Linked DNA regions of Mus musculus: region 2 is linked to region 1. A link is a contact called in public HiChIP or PLAC-seq data. All regions are on one chromosome and are shown on one strand. Each heading gives the region's core, a stretch centred on a gene start, on an enhancer-like site or on the middle of the called end of the contact. The rest is flanking DNA. Distances are from core to core; before and after follow the strand shown. Region 1 has its middle 6.8 kb from the start of Gm39777. Region 2 has its middle 9.0 kb from the start of Ralgds.

Region 1 (6,019 bases), core at 1,942-4,441:
TCCTGGAACCAGCATCCCAGTCCTACCCCGGTGCTGACAAGAAGTCACCACCTTTCTGATGGATGGGCAGGACTCCTGCAGAGTCCACCTTTTCCTAAAATGGAGCAGAAAGTCCCTGCAGAGGTTCTCGGTGGCCCCCAATTGTGCTCACATGACTTGGACTCAACCTCGTGAAACTGGAAGCTCCTTGAGGGAGGATCATGTCCCAGGGGGATTACTGAGCGGAGAGGGAAGTTTCCATGAGAACTGCTTAGAACAGCAGTTCTCAACCCCTTTAGGATTCAAATGATCCTCTCCCAGGGGTCGCCTAAGACTGTCAGAAAACACAGATATTTACATCAGCATTTATCACAGCAGCAAAGTCACAGTTATGAAGTAGCAACAAGGATAATTTTAAGGTTGGGGGGTCATCACACCATGAGGAACTATAATAAAGGGTCACTGCATTAGGAAGGTTAAAACCCAATGGCTTAGAATCATAGTCCTCAGCAGAGCCAACTCTGGGACATTGAACAGGGGCACTGTTGTCAGAAGTCAAAGGGCCTTCCTTGCTAACCATGGAAGTAGTAAACTTGTAATTTACTACAAGTTGCAAGAGGTTCTGAGATTAAGTGAGAAATTCCTGCAATGTTTCTTTTGTTTCTTTCTGTACCTTTCCATGAATGTTCACGCCACTGTGTCACATTCCCCTGGCTAACCCTCTCTCTGTGCAGTTTTAACTGGTGATCTTTTGAAAATCAGAATCTACCAGTACAGAGATGTCCAGAGATTCTTAATCCTCTTGTGCTCAGAGTGCCCAAGAACCCAGGAGCAGGCACAGGCATGGCAGGAGATATTCTACCCAGTAAGACATAACATCTGTGGACCGCTGATCCTCTGGGCTTCTCTGGACAGTTCAAACCTCAGCCTGACCTTTCTCTAGCCCCCAAACCCGAGCTGACTCCAGCATCCTAGGGTAGAGCTTGGCCCGGCCCCTGAATGAGCTAAGCCTCTCATGTCTGGTGTCCAGATGCCCAGCCAGGACCTCCTCTCCTTCACAGGCGATCCTCTGGCCCCTGCCCAGGACTCACATTCCACAGCTTGTCCTCAGGAGACAAAGGCCAGTTCACACAGCTCTGCTGCCTTCTCTGCTAGTCACGCACAGTCAGGGATGTGGGGACCATCAGCCAGGACAGCCAAGGAACCTTCCCTCTCACCTGGGATGAAGCCATGGTTAACTCTAGAGCTGAATGTGAAGACTTAGGGTCAAGAGAACTCAAAACCACCTCCATTCGGTAGAACCAAGCTTAGCAACGGATTGGTGATGCTGGCCAAGACAATGGATAGAGGCCAGGCCTATTTACCAATGCTGGACTTCCACCTGCAGGGTCTATTTTCTGGTCTAGACAGAGCTGAGGAGTCCAGAGCTCTGCCAAGCAGTGTCCTGTGCAGGCAGCTAACAGAAGAAGGGTGGCAATCTAGCCAGCAGCACACCCTCAGCCCTGTAAGGGCAGCCTATGGTTCAAAGTTCCCTGTGAAGCTCAGCCATTGGAGCAATAATAAACAGCAGGTCCTTTCAGAGGTGTAAGTCATCAGAGCAAGCCCTTCTGGATTAGCACTGTTATTTAAGCACTGGCTCTATTGGAAAAGCCTGTCATAGCCTACTGTAGAATTCTTCCCTAGGGAGATGCTAAACAATGTCACCTGGCCTACTGAAGTCCCAGTGACTAACCAAAGTTTGCCCTGGGGAACCAGTGAGTTTACTGGACTCACAGAACATGGGTAAAGGTTCGTGGGCTGGAGCATAGCATAGGTGATCCTAAAGCAGCCAGACTGGAAGATCTGACCCTGCGTGGATAATGGAAGATCTGACCCTGAGTGGATAATGGTGTCTCTCTTAGTTTGGGTTTTGCTGCTATGAACAGACACCATGACCAAGGCAACTCTTATAAGGACAACATTTCATTGAGGCTGGCTTACATGTTTAGAGGGCCAATCCATTATCATTAAGATGGGAGCATGGCAGCATCTAGGCAGGCATGGTGCAGGTGTAGCTGAGAGTTCTACATCTTCATCTAAAGGCTGCTAGCAGAATACTGACTTCTAGGCAGCTCAGATGAGGCTCTTAAAGCCCACACCCACTGTGACATACCTATTCCAACAAAACCACACCTACTCCAAAAAGGCCACACTGACTCCAACAGGGCCATACTTTCTAATAGTGAAACTCCCTGGGCCGAGCTTATATAAACCATAACAGAACCCCCCCATACCACTTAGATAGGAACCCCTCAGCTAAGTCTCCCCAACCTATAAACTTTAGCCCCTCCTAAGACCTTCCAGGTCACACGCAATTAGTGTGAAATTTGAATACAAATGGTGGGAGGAGTGGCTTGATACTAAGGAAAGGGTCCATTGACCCTGCACACGCTTTCTTCCACGAGGAAATGTCAACAGTCCACTGTTCCCATAGTGATTGACATTCATAGGCAGGCACAGCTGATCTGATGAAGATGGCAACCCTTTTGCTCTGAGGACCATGTTTGACAACATTCCATGTGTCTTAGTTAGGGTTTTATTGCTGTGAAGAGACACCATAATCAAGGCAACTTGTATATAGGCAAACATTTATACAGTTTACACATGGGCTGGCTTACAGTTTCAGAGGTTCAGTCCATTATCATCATGGTGGGAAGCATGGCAGTGTGCAGGCAGACTTGGTGCTGGAGAGCTAAGAGTTCACCATCTTGTTCTGAAGGCAGCCAGCAGGAAGATCTCTTCCTCACTAGGTGGGGCTTGAGCACAGGACCTCAAAGTCCACCGCCACAGTGATGCACTTCTTCCAACAAGGCCACACCTCCTAAAAGAAGCACTTTACCATGAGCCAAGCATATGCAAACCACCACACTATATTTTACTTTTGTTACTGGTGTGATAAAATAACAGACACAAGAAAAGGTGTGTTTGGGACTCATTAGGCTTCTTTTGCTATGATAAGCACCATGACCACACGCAACTTGGGGAGGAAAAGGTTTATCTGGCTTGCAATTCATAGTCCATCATGAAAATTAGGAGAGGAACTGGAAGCAGAAACTGAAGCAGAAGCCAGAGAGGAATGCTGTTACCTGGCTTACTCAGCCTGTTTTCTTATAACAGCCAGGGCCACCTGCCCAAGAATGTCACTGTCACTGTGTGCTGGGCCCTCCCACATCGATCATCAGTCAGGAATGTGTCCCACAGAACTGCTCACAGGCTGGTCTAGGGCATTCCCAATGACTCTAGATTGTGTTGTGAAAAAAACCAACAGCGAAGGGTTTATTTGGACTCACAGTTTACAGGTACAGGCCATCATGGTGGGGGTGGCATCGTGAGTACAAAGCAGGAGGGTGTGGCATGGCACCCAGTCAGGAAGCAGGAGGAGACGAGTGCTGGGCTTGGCTCACTGTCTTCTTTGTATTCAGTCTAGGCCTCTATCCCTGTGATGGTTTTGTATACACTTGGCTCAGGGGGTGACACTGTTGGGAGGTGTGGCCTTGTTGGAGTAGGTGTGGCCTTGTGAGTGCGGGCTTTAATACTGGCACCCTAGCTGTATGGAAATGAAGATGTAGAACTCTCAGCTTACCCTGCACCATGTCTGCCTGGACACTGCCATGCTTCCTGCCTTAAAGATAATGGACTGAACCTCTGAACCTGTCAGCCAGCCCCAATTAAATGTTGTCCTTATAAGAGTTGTCATGGTCATGATGTCTGTTCACAGCAGTAAAACCCTATCAAAGACCCATGATGGCACCACTCATACTAGGTTGGGTCTTTAGTTAACACAATTTATAAATCCTCTCCCCAGACATGCCCATAGCTTTGTCTCCTGGGTAATTCTACACCCTGCCAAGTGGACAGTCAATACTAGCCATCACATTGAGATACCCACTAAGCACCTGAGAGCACAAAGGGCCAGAGGTGCCCTGTCCCTCCCCCCCTGGAGTTACAAGGCAGCTGACATCTGTGGGGAACAGAAAAGGTGAGGAATGGCTTCCCAACCCAACCTTCCTGCTGCACTTTCCTGGCTCAACAAACAGGCTCGTCCATGTTCAGATGCCTTCTGTTGGCAGGTGCCCAGATTGACACACAATGGTACTCAAGTGGTGGCTGCTGCGCAGATCTGGGGACAAGTGTCACTGTTGGGCAACAAACTGTTCAGATGGACCTCAGAGCAGAGCTCTTTGTCACCTCCACTACTTGAGCCACTGAACTGTGAAAATGCTGGGTAGGAACCTGTAGGGGGTGCTTCAAGAAACACATTCACTCTCCCATGGTAGTCCAGTCTCCTGACACACTGGGCCACAGCTGAGCTGGAGGCTCACAACAACCACTAGGTACCACATTGTGAACCACAGCTTGGTTTGGCCCTGGCTACTCTGTCACCTTGCCTAGCCCTACCCATTTTCCTCCACTCAACAGAAGGACAAAGTCTCTATCTTGCTGCTGCCCAGGGAAAGTGTCTTTAGCAAGGTGCTTCAGCTGAGTGCTTCTTGCATCCAGAAGCTCAGGTTCTAGACATGGGCATGGCTTTTATGTGTGGCCAGCAGCTCTGAGCCAGCCACAGGGACACTGGAACAAAGGGCCAGGCCTGCCCTCAACTAAATGCTTAAAGGGTAAATGGCACCTAGTGACCCAAAGGATGATGCTATAAAGTACCCAAGGACACCTTACTGAGAGTAAGGCTGGGGCCTAGTCTGAGCAACTTAACCATGTGGGTTACATGAAAGATCCAGATAGATTCACTCTGGCCTTCCCTGCCATGGTTTTGGGAACCCAAAACATCTCTGGAGTGACTACCAGACCTGCCTAAACTCCTGATGCCTAAGGTGGCAGAAGAAGGAGAGACCCTTGCCCCCTGTTGCCAGATTGAAAGAGACCCCAGCATCCACAGAGCAGGGCCCCCGCCTGCTCACTCCAGTCCCCCTCTGTTGAACTTGGCCCTGCGAGCTTCCCTCCCTTTTGCTGTCTCGATCATCCGAACGCAATTTCCTTTCTCGTCTGAGCACTGATTCCTCTCCAGATGGCTTTCTCCCTCTGTCCCCCTCTGCCAGGTCTTGAGCCAAAGCCTATGGCTAAAGGCTAAGCTGAAACATGAGGGTCCCATTAGGAGGGTCGCTGTGCAGCTGGCAGGAAGGTGCCGAGGACGGCACGTGCGTGGAAAGGGAGTCCTCCTGCAGGAGTCTGTTGAGGCTCGCTGGCCACAACGGGTCCTGAGCACATTTTCAGACTGTGAGTCAACAGTTAACGGAATGAGCAAGCCTGACCAATAGCTCTTCCCTGAATGAAAGGAGATTGCTCTGGAGAGGGCTGGCTGGTAACCCAGAGAGGAGTGGGACACCCCCCACATCCAGACTAGCCACCAGAGTGTGGTGAGTTAGATCAGAAGAGGGCTATACATCTTAATCCATTTTCCATAAGGATTTCTAAGACAAAACCAGATGGAACTGGCTATCTCATCACAAAGTTGGATGGTGTGTGTGTCCTCTGTCAGCTTGATGGTGCGTACTATGTAGCTATCACTTTAGCATGAGACAAAGTCCGTTCATCATTGAGTCTTTCTGGGTTTTATCCCATATCAAGCCCTGGAAGTATGAAGGATGAATTAGACAAACGTCTGCAAGGGAAGGACAGTGTGGGAGAAAAGGAAAGTTCAGGGCTTTGGAGATGGCCCATGGGCCAGCTGTACCCACAGAATAGGATCTTGGTGGACAGTGTCCCATTTGACCACACTGTGCATACCTTTAGGCTTCTAGGACCAACACACACCATGCACAATACTCCTTCAGCTGTAGGGCAGCCAGCCAGGGAGGGGCTGCTCACTGAGCTGTGGAAAAGCTAGGTTGTCCAAACCCTCTATACCTCCATTCAAGCAAGAGGCAGGCCCACAAATGAAGAAGACACTGTCCCTGGCCACAGTGACTTCTGCAGGCCAGTTACAGCACCATCTGCTTAAAGGTGGGAGCCCAGAAACCCAGGACCCCAAAACTTAGTGAATCATTCA
Region 2 (6,129 bases), core at 392-2,891, 680 kb before region 1:
GCTGGAACTCTCTACACTGGGATCAAAGCAGCCTTCATCAGGAGCAGAGTCGCCAAATGAGCATAAGCCAGGTCTCGAAGCCCCATGTCACCATTCTAGAAGCCTTTCCTGACCACCTAATTCATAGCTCCTGTCCCGGGTATTTGGCATGGATTTTTTTTAAAAAAACAATTATTTATTTTATGTATATGAGTACACTATAGCTGTCTTCAGACACATCAGAACAGGGCATCGGATCCTATTACAGATGGTTGTGAGCCACCATGTGTCTGCTGGGAATTGAACTAGGACCTTTGGAAGAGCAGTTAGTGCTCTAACCATTGAGCCACCTCTCCAGCCCCTGGCATGGATTTGTTTGTTTGTTTGTTTGTTTGTTTTTGAGACAGTGTCTTGTAGCCCAGGCTGACCTCCACCTTACTATGAAGCCCAGGATGACCTTGAACTCCTAATGCTGGGATTACAGACGCTGCCAGCCCACCGGGCACAGTACTTCATTTTCAGCAGAGACCGAGTAGGGTGGTAAACACTGAGTACTACGCCCACCAAGATTTCAGAAAAGAGACCACAGAAGAAGTAGGTGGGATGTCTGTCCGTCAGGAGCAAGGCAGCAGCTGAGCTGGCGTCAGGCTTTAGAGCAGCTCACCATCCTTCCCCTGACTTTACTGCAAAACAAACACTGGAAGCCACTAACCGAGCTCAACACCCCTCTGACCCAGAAGAACCAGGGTCAGGGGAAGAAGCCTGGCTCCTACAGCCAAGCCCACAGGCTGCTTCTGTCTGCAACCACAGACCTGACCCAAGGCCCACCAAGCCCAGGAGGAAGTAGGCAGAAGCCAGGCTGTATCTTTACCCTCCTGGAACTCTCGCTGGGCTTCCAGCACTGAAGAGGCAGGAAGCCAGTGGTGGCCAGGGACTCTCCAGCTCCCCCAGAGGCACTGCAATCCCCAGTGGGGGTGGCAGAGACCCAGCATCCAGACTGAGCCCGCCAGCACCCTAACTCTGTTCTCTGAGCAATGCACACCCTCTTCCAATGGTCTTCCTGTGACTCTTCCAGAGTGACTGACTGATCAGTGGCTCCAAGCCTTGAGGAGGGAGGGGGCCTCAAGCCTTGGCTCCTGGGCCTGCTTGGTGCTGCCGCCTGCAGGACTTGCAAACACACCACACTCCTCCATATTGGCCTCTCTCTCCTGTGCTACCCACCTAACCACTGGTGTTGGCCGGTACAGGTTTACCGGTGAGAAAGGGGTTTCCCCACAGAGGCCTGTGGAGGAAGTATGAAGGGACCAGAAGGGCAGCGGCATTATGTTTGTGTCTTTGACGGAGCAGCGTTTACATGGACTTCCTGACCACCTGGCCTGTGCAAGATACAATGCCTGCCCCGGATGCAGGCTCCTTATTGCCCGACAGACACTCCCTCCAGCCCTCCCAGCATCTTCCAGGCCTAGCATTCTGATTTCCCCAACCCGCCCCAACCTCAGCTTAGGCTGCAGGGCTTGATCCTGCAGCTACTCTGATTCTCACAGGGCAGGGCTGCCTGGGGCAGCAACACTGAGCAGGCTGAGAGGGCTGGAGGGTCTGAGTCACAGCTAGGTCAAAGAACAGGACCAGAAGGACCAGCTGCCACTCCTGAAGCTGGGGTTCCAGGAGGAGGGACCAAAGAAAGGGAGGAGCCAGTAGCTCCCAGCCCCACCCTGCCACAGGCTGGCCCTGAGAGAGCAGGCCCTTTGTTCCAGGCCCTCGGGAGCCACGTGACACCTGTCACTGTCACTGCCTGGAACGGAGGATGGCCACAGGAGCTCCCAGAGCCACAGAGTGGGCTCAAAGGGCCCCCTGCCACAGGGACAGCGCACCACCCCTGCCTGCACACCAGTGTATATGATCCTGCCCATTCTCTCAGGACGCCCCTGTCATCTGCTCTGTTCTACACACCAGTGGCCCTGGGAGAAGGTACCTGGCCACTCACACAAGCCTGCATGGTGTCCCTAGGCCCAGATGCTAGCGTCTGTGGGGGTACTACCGCTGTGGGAGTGTCTTCCCGCCCTTCACAGGTTGGGGGGGGGGCTCTGAAGGGTGAGAGCCCATTGTTTATAAACAACTGGTAGCTGTGACTCAGCTGTGACTCAGCTGAGTGCTGACTCGCAGAGCTGTTTACAACGCACAGCATCCTGTCCCTGAGGCTGACTGGGGACATGGCTCTGCTCTTCTTTCCTGCTGCCTGCTGACCTGACACTCGGGGTCCTATGGGGGAGTGAGAGGACAGTTCCTCTCCAGGAACTGGGCCCATCATCAAGTCACCCCACACATGTTCCTGTGGTCCGTGCTTCACTGGCTTCTTCTCTGGGGCCAGGGAGAGTGCAGGCCTCAGCTCTGGCCAAAAGGCCCCGAGCAGTGGTGCTATCATTGTCTGTACTCCTCAGCCCCAAAGCAAAATTTACCCATAGAGGGAGTAGATACCACAAAGCCCTGGTCCCCAGTCAGGCCAGGCTTTTAGCTCTTCTCAGTGAACACAAAACATTTTCCACCTAGCCTGAGACAATGCTGAAGCCACCATAGTTATCTTCATGGGAAAGCTGGGGACAGAAGCCCAGAGAAGGCAAACAATCTCCCCAAGGTCACGAGGCCATGGAGATGCTCAGACCCACTCAGGGTCCAGGGCTGCCTGCTTTCTTTTACTCTCAATCAAGTTAAAGATCAGAAAATATTTATGCCTGGTAGCACTGACAGGTGCAGCAAGGCTGCAGGGTTCATGTCACCGAGGGCGGCGGTCTGCCGTGGACAAGCCTGGGCTGGGATACTGACTTCTCTTTCTCCTGGCCACTGTCTGTAACCTGCTTGGTGCCTGGAGTCCCAACTACTAGGTCTGAAGGGCAAATCTTTCCCACTCGTTCCGTAGTTTAGGTCAGTGACCTCGGAGAGCCTTCACTTACAAAAACCACCCAGTGTGGACGTCACTGAGTCACCACAATGAGCCAGGGAAAAGGCTTCTCACAGCCACGCAGCAGGGCCAGTCATCCAGTGCTGCTGGCTGTGGCTGGTGTCCTAGCTGCTCTTCCCAAAATCTCTTGCCTGCCTTAAAAAGACCAGGATGCCTCTGTCCTTGCGGTGTCACCCATGGTCAGGAGGAGCATCTCAGGAACTCCTGGGGTTTTGAAGGGCCAGAGCTTCCAAATGACTTATGGGAAGCTTCATAGAGCCATGGGTGTTTTTTGTTTTGTTTTGTTCTGTTTTTTCGAGACAGGGTTTCTCTGTATAGCTCTGGCTGTCCTGGAACTCACTTTGTAGACCAGGCTAGCCTCAAACTCAGAAATCCACCTGCCTCTGCCTCCCGAGTGCTGGGATTAAAGGCGTGTGCCACCACTGCCCGGTGAGCCATGGGGTTTTGTTGCCTTCTCCTGGCAGTCCAGAACTGGGGAGGCCAAGAGCACAGAAGCACATGCCACACCTGCCCCAGCATGTGGAAGCTGGGCAAAGCCTAAGAGGACCAGGAGCAGGCTGGCAGCTGAGGCCCGCCCCAAGCACAGCAGTACCTCACAAGAGACTGGCTCACCACAGGGCTTCCCTGTGCTGGCAGCCTGCTGCCAGGCCTCCCACCAACCACTGAGTCATGAGATTGCCAAGAAGGGGAGGACCTGAGAATAAGTGCCCGCCCAAGCCACTCCCACTGGCTTTGGGCCCAGCAGGATCCAGCACTGCCAAGAGTTTAAGGCTCCTCTGGGGGTGGGGGTGGGGAGCAGCTGGGATTAGCTCTGCCTCCTGCAGCCTCGGCCTGCCCCTGGGATGTCCGGCAAGTAGCCTCCCTCCAACTGGAAAGATCCAAGTGGCAGCTGTGAGCTAGGATCTGGACAAAATTCTAAGCCACCTGATGGTTTTGTCGGTCTTTTTCCCTTGCTGGTCCTAGCCCACAAAAAGCTAATCTCTGCCTCAGGCAGGCTGTATGTTTAAAAGAAATGTTCAGTGGAAACACTTGTGATAGGGCAAGATGATTTTGTGGGCCACTTGTTCAGAAGAATGGCACCCCAAAGCTGCTTGGGGTTGATCTTCTTTTTTTTTGTTTTGTTTTTTGAGACAGGGTTTCTCTGTGTAGCCCTGGCTGTCCTGGAACTCACTCTGTAGACCAGGCTGGCCTCGAACTCAGAAATTCACCTGCCTCTGCCTCCTCAGTGCTGGGATTAAAGGCGTGCGCCACCACGCCCAGCTGGGGTTGATCTTCTAACCAGACCTTTTTGCTAATTAAGAGCCATGACACCTGGCTGGAGAGATGGCTCACTGCTCTTCTGAAGGTCCTGAGTTCAAATCCCAGAAACCACATGGTGGCTCACAACCATCTGTAATGCGATCTGATGCCCTCTTTTGGTGTATCTGAAGACAGCTACAGTGTACTTAGATATTAGATATAATAATAAATAAATCTTTAAAAAAATTTAAAGCCATGACACCTTTGCAAAATGTAACCAACATGGTGACAAATGCTACAGTTTCTAAACCTGGTCAGTTTTGATACTTAAAAGGTCAAGGGATCTGACCATCTAGGACCACAGGGGTTCCCCAGGCGCCTGAGTTGGTGATAAGCTGGCAAACAGAGCAGATGCAAACCCATCTCTAGAGCTGGGGGACCCTGCTCAGTTGACAGAGCGCTGCCTAGTGTGCACGAGGCTCTGGATCCCATCTCCAGAAATGCATAAACTGGACACAGTGGCCATGCCTATCATCTTGGCACCTGGGAGTTGGGGACAGGGGAAGTGGGAATTTAAGGGCATCTGTGGCTACATATGGAGTTGGAGGCCAGTCAGGGTTATATGAGACCCTATCTCAAAACCAAAATTTCACAATTGCCATAAAAATATCTACCTCTGCTCCTATGACCCTAGGGCATCATGTAAACTTCATGTTTGAAAGGGAGAATGCCTTGGAGGGAGAAGAGCAGGGTGGACACAGAGGAGGCCACAGCAACTGTCACAAGCCAGGAAGCCCTAAGCTTCATGGGCACAGCAGCCCAGTGTCCTGCTTCTCATCTATGTCCACAGCTAAAGTGTGCTTGAAGGCAGAGATGCCTCACAAGTATTGAGAGCTAAGGGGATACACACACGTATAACAGTACACACACCAACACTGCTGTGTCAGCTTGAGGCCTGCCAGGTGGGATGGGATGGGAGCCAGGTGCCCCTGGAGGACTCTGCTCCCGGCATGGGTAGGTACCTGACTTGGCAGACTCATGAGTACCTGCATAGACAGGTGGATCTGATTGTCCTGGTGGCTCCTCTGGCTTCCAAATTCCTGGACTCTAGTCGTAATTCCTCAGGGTTACGAGAGCTTCATGGAGGAGGAAGGGTGCACTGTCTGCCCACCTGCTCCAGTGAAGGTGTTGTCTTGCCCCAGAGGAGAGTGAAACAAAACACCAAAGCACAGGAAGGCAGGGGAGGTGGCAGCCAGGCTTTCTGGGAAGCAGGCGCCCTTTTCCTTAGAACAAGAGCCAGGTGCTTGCCAGAAATCATCTTGCCCTGAGATGCCAAGTCAGCTCTGGCTCAGCACAAGGACCTCCCTCTTTCCTGGCTGGCCAGAAGCAATTTTAGGCAGTGGGTCTCTGGCCACTGGCTAACTATAGGTTGTTCTGGTGCAGCTTGGCCTGAGCAGAGACACCCGCACCAAGGGACAGCGGAGAGCTGGGAGAGGCTGTGGGTGAGGGGAGCCCACAGCCAGGCTCTTGTGCTCAGCAGGCCATGGCCATCCAGGGTTCAGGAACCACAGGAATCAGGACAAATGGGCCCTTGTGGTGCAGGAGACTGTTTGCTGTGCCAGGGACACTGCGTGCCCAGAGCTGCCACCAGCCTGCAGCTCAGGGCTGGGAAGTAGGACTGCCCTTTCAGAAGGACCTCCCGAGTTGCCCTGACCTAAAGAGGGCTTCAGACTCCATCTAGATGCCAGGAGATGGCAGCGCTGGTGCCTGCTGCCCTATTTCCCACAGAACTTTTCCAACAAGGAAGTTACCCAGCCTGGGGGCTGGTACTGCTTTGTCCCACCCCCGAGCTACCTGCTGGCTCTCTACCCATCCTGATTTTGTTCCTTCTTTGGTGTCTTTCCAGAAGTCAAGACTCTCAGATGCTCATATCTGGGAACCTAACAGAAGAGCAA

What was found. HiChIP or PLAC-seq counts read pairs in DNA pulled down with a chosen protein or histone mark.
Region 2: a contact with region 1 is called in a FOXA1 HiChIP or PLAC-seq map of pancreatic cancer cells. The contact joins two enhancer-like sites. A contact is called at or near these places in 3 of 115 datasets of contacts at active chromatin or transcription factors (embryonic stem cells, epiblast stem cells and pancreatic cancer cells).

What each region holds. Positions count from the first base shown.
Region 1 is chr2:27,842,228-27,848,246 of GRCm38.p6, reverse strand. No RefSeq gene overlaps it. Among named protein-coding and RNA genes, the nearest start is that of Gm39777, 6.8 kb to the right of the region's middle. Within about 2 kb of position 3,191, at least 14 of the 459 cell types and tissues checked have an H3K27ac peak or open chromatin away from gene starts, as enhancers often do. A contact at or near this core is called in pancreatic cancer cells, where this site is marked.
Region 2 is chr2:28,521,398-28,527,526 of GRCm38.p6, reverse strand. It overlaps a transcript of Ralgds not described here. Among named protein-coding and RNA genes, the nearest start is that of Ralgds, 9.0 kb to the left of the region's middle. RefSeq lists an enhancer at 581-3,168. Within about 2 kb of position 1,641, at least 344 of the 459 cell types and tissues checked have an H3K27ac peak or open chromatin away from gene starts, as enhancers often do. A contact at or near this core is called in pancreatic cancer cells, where this site is marked.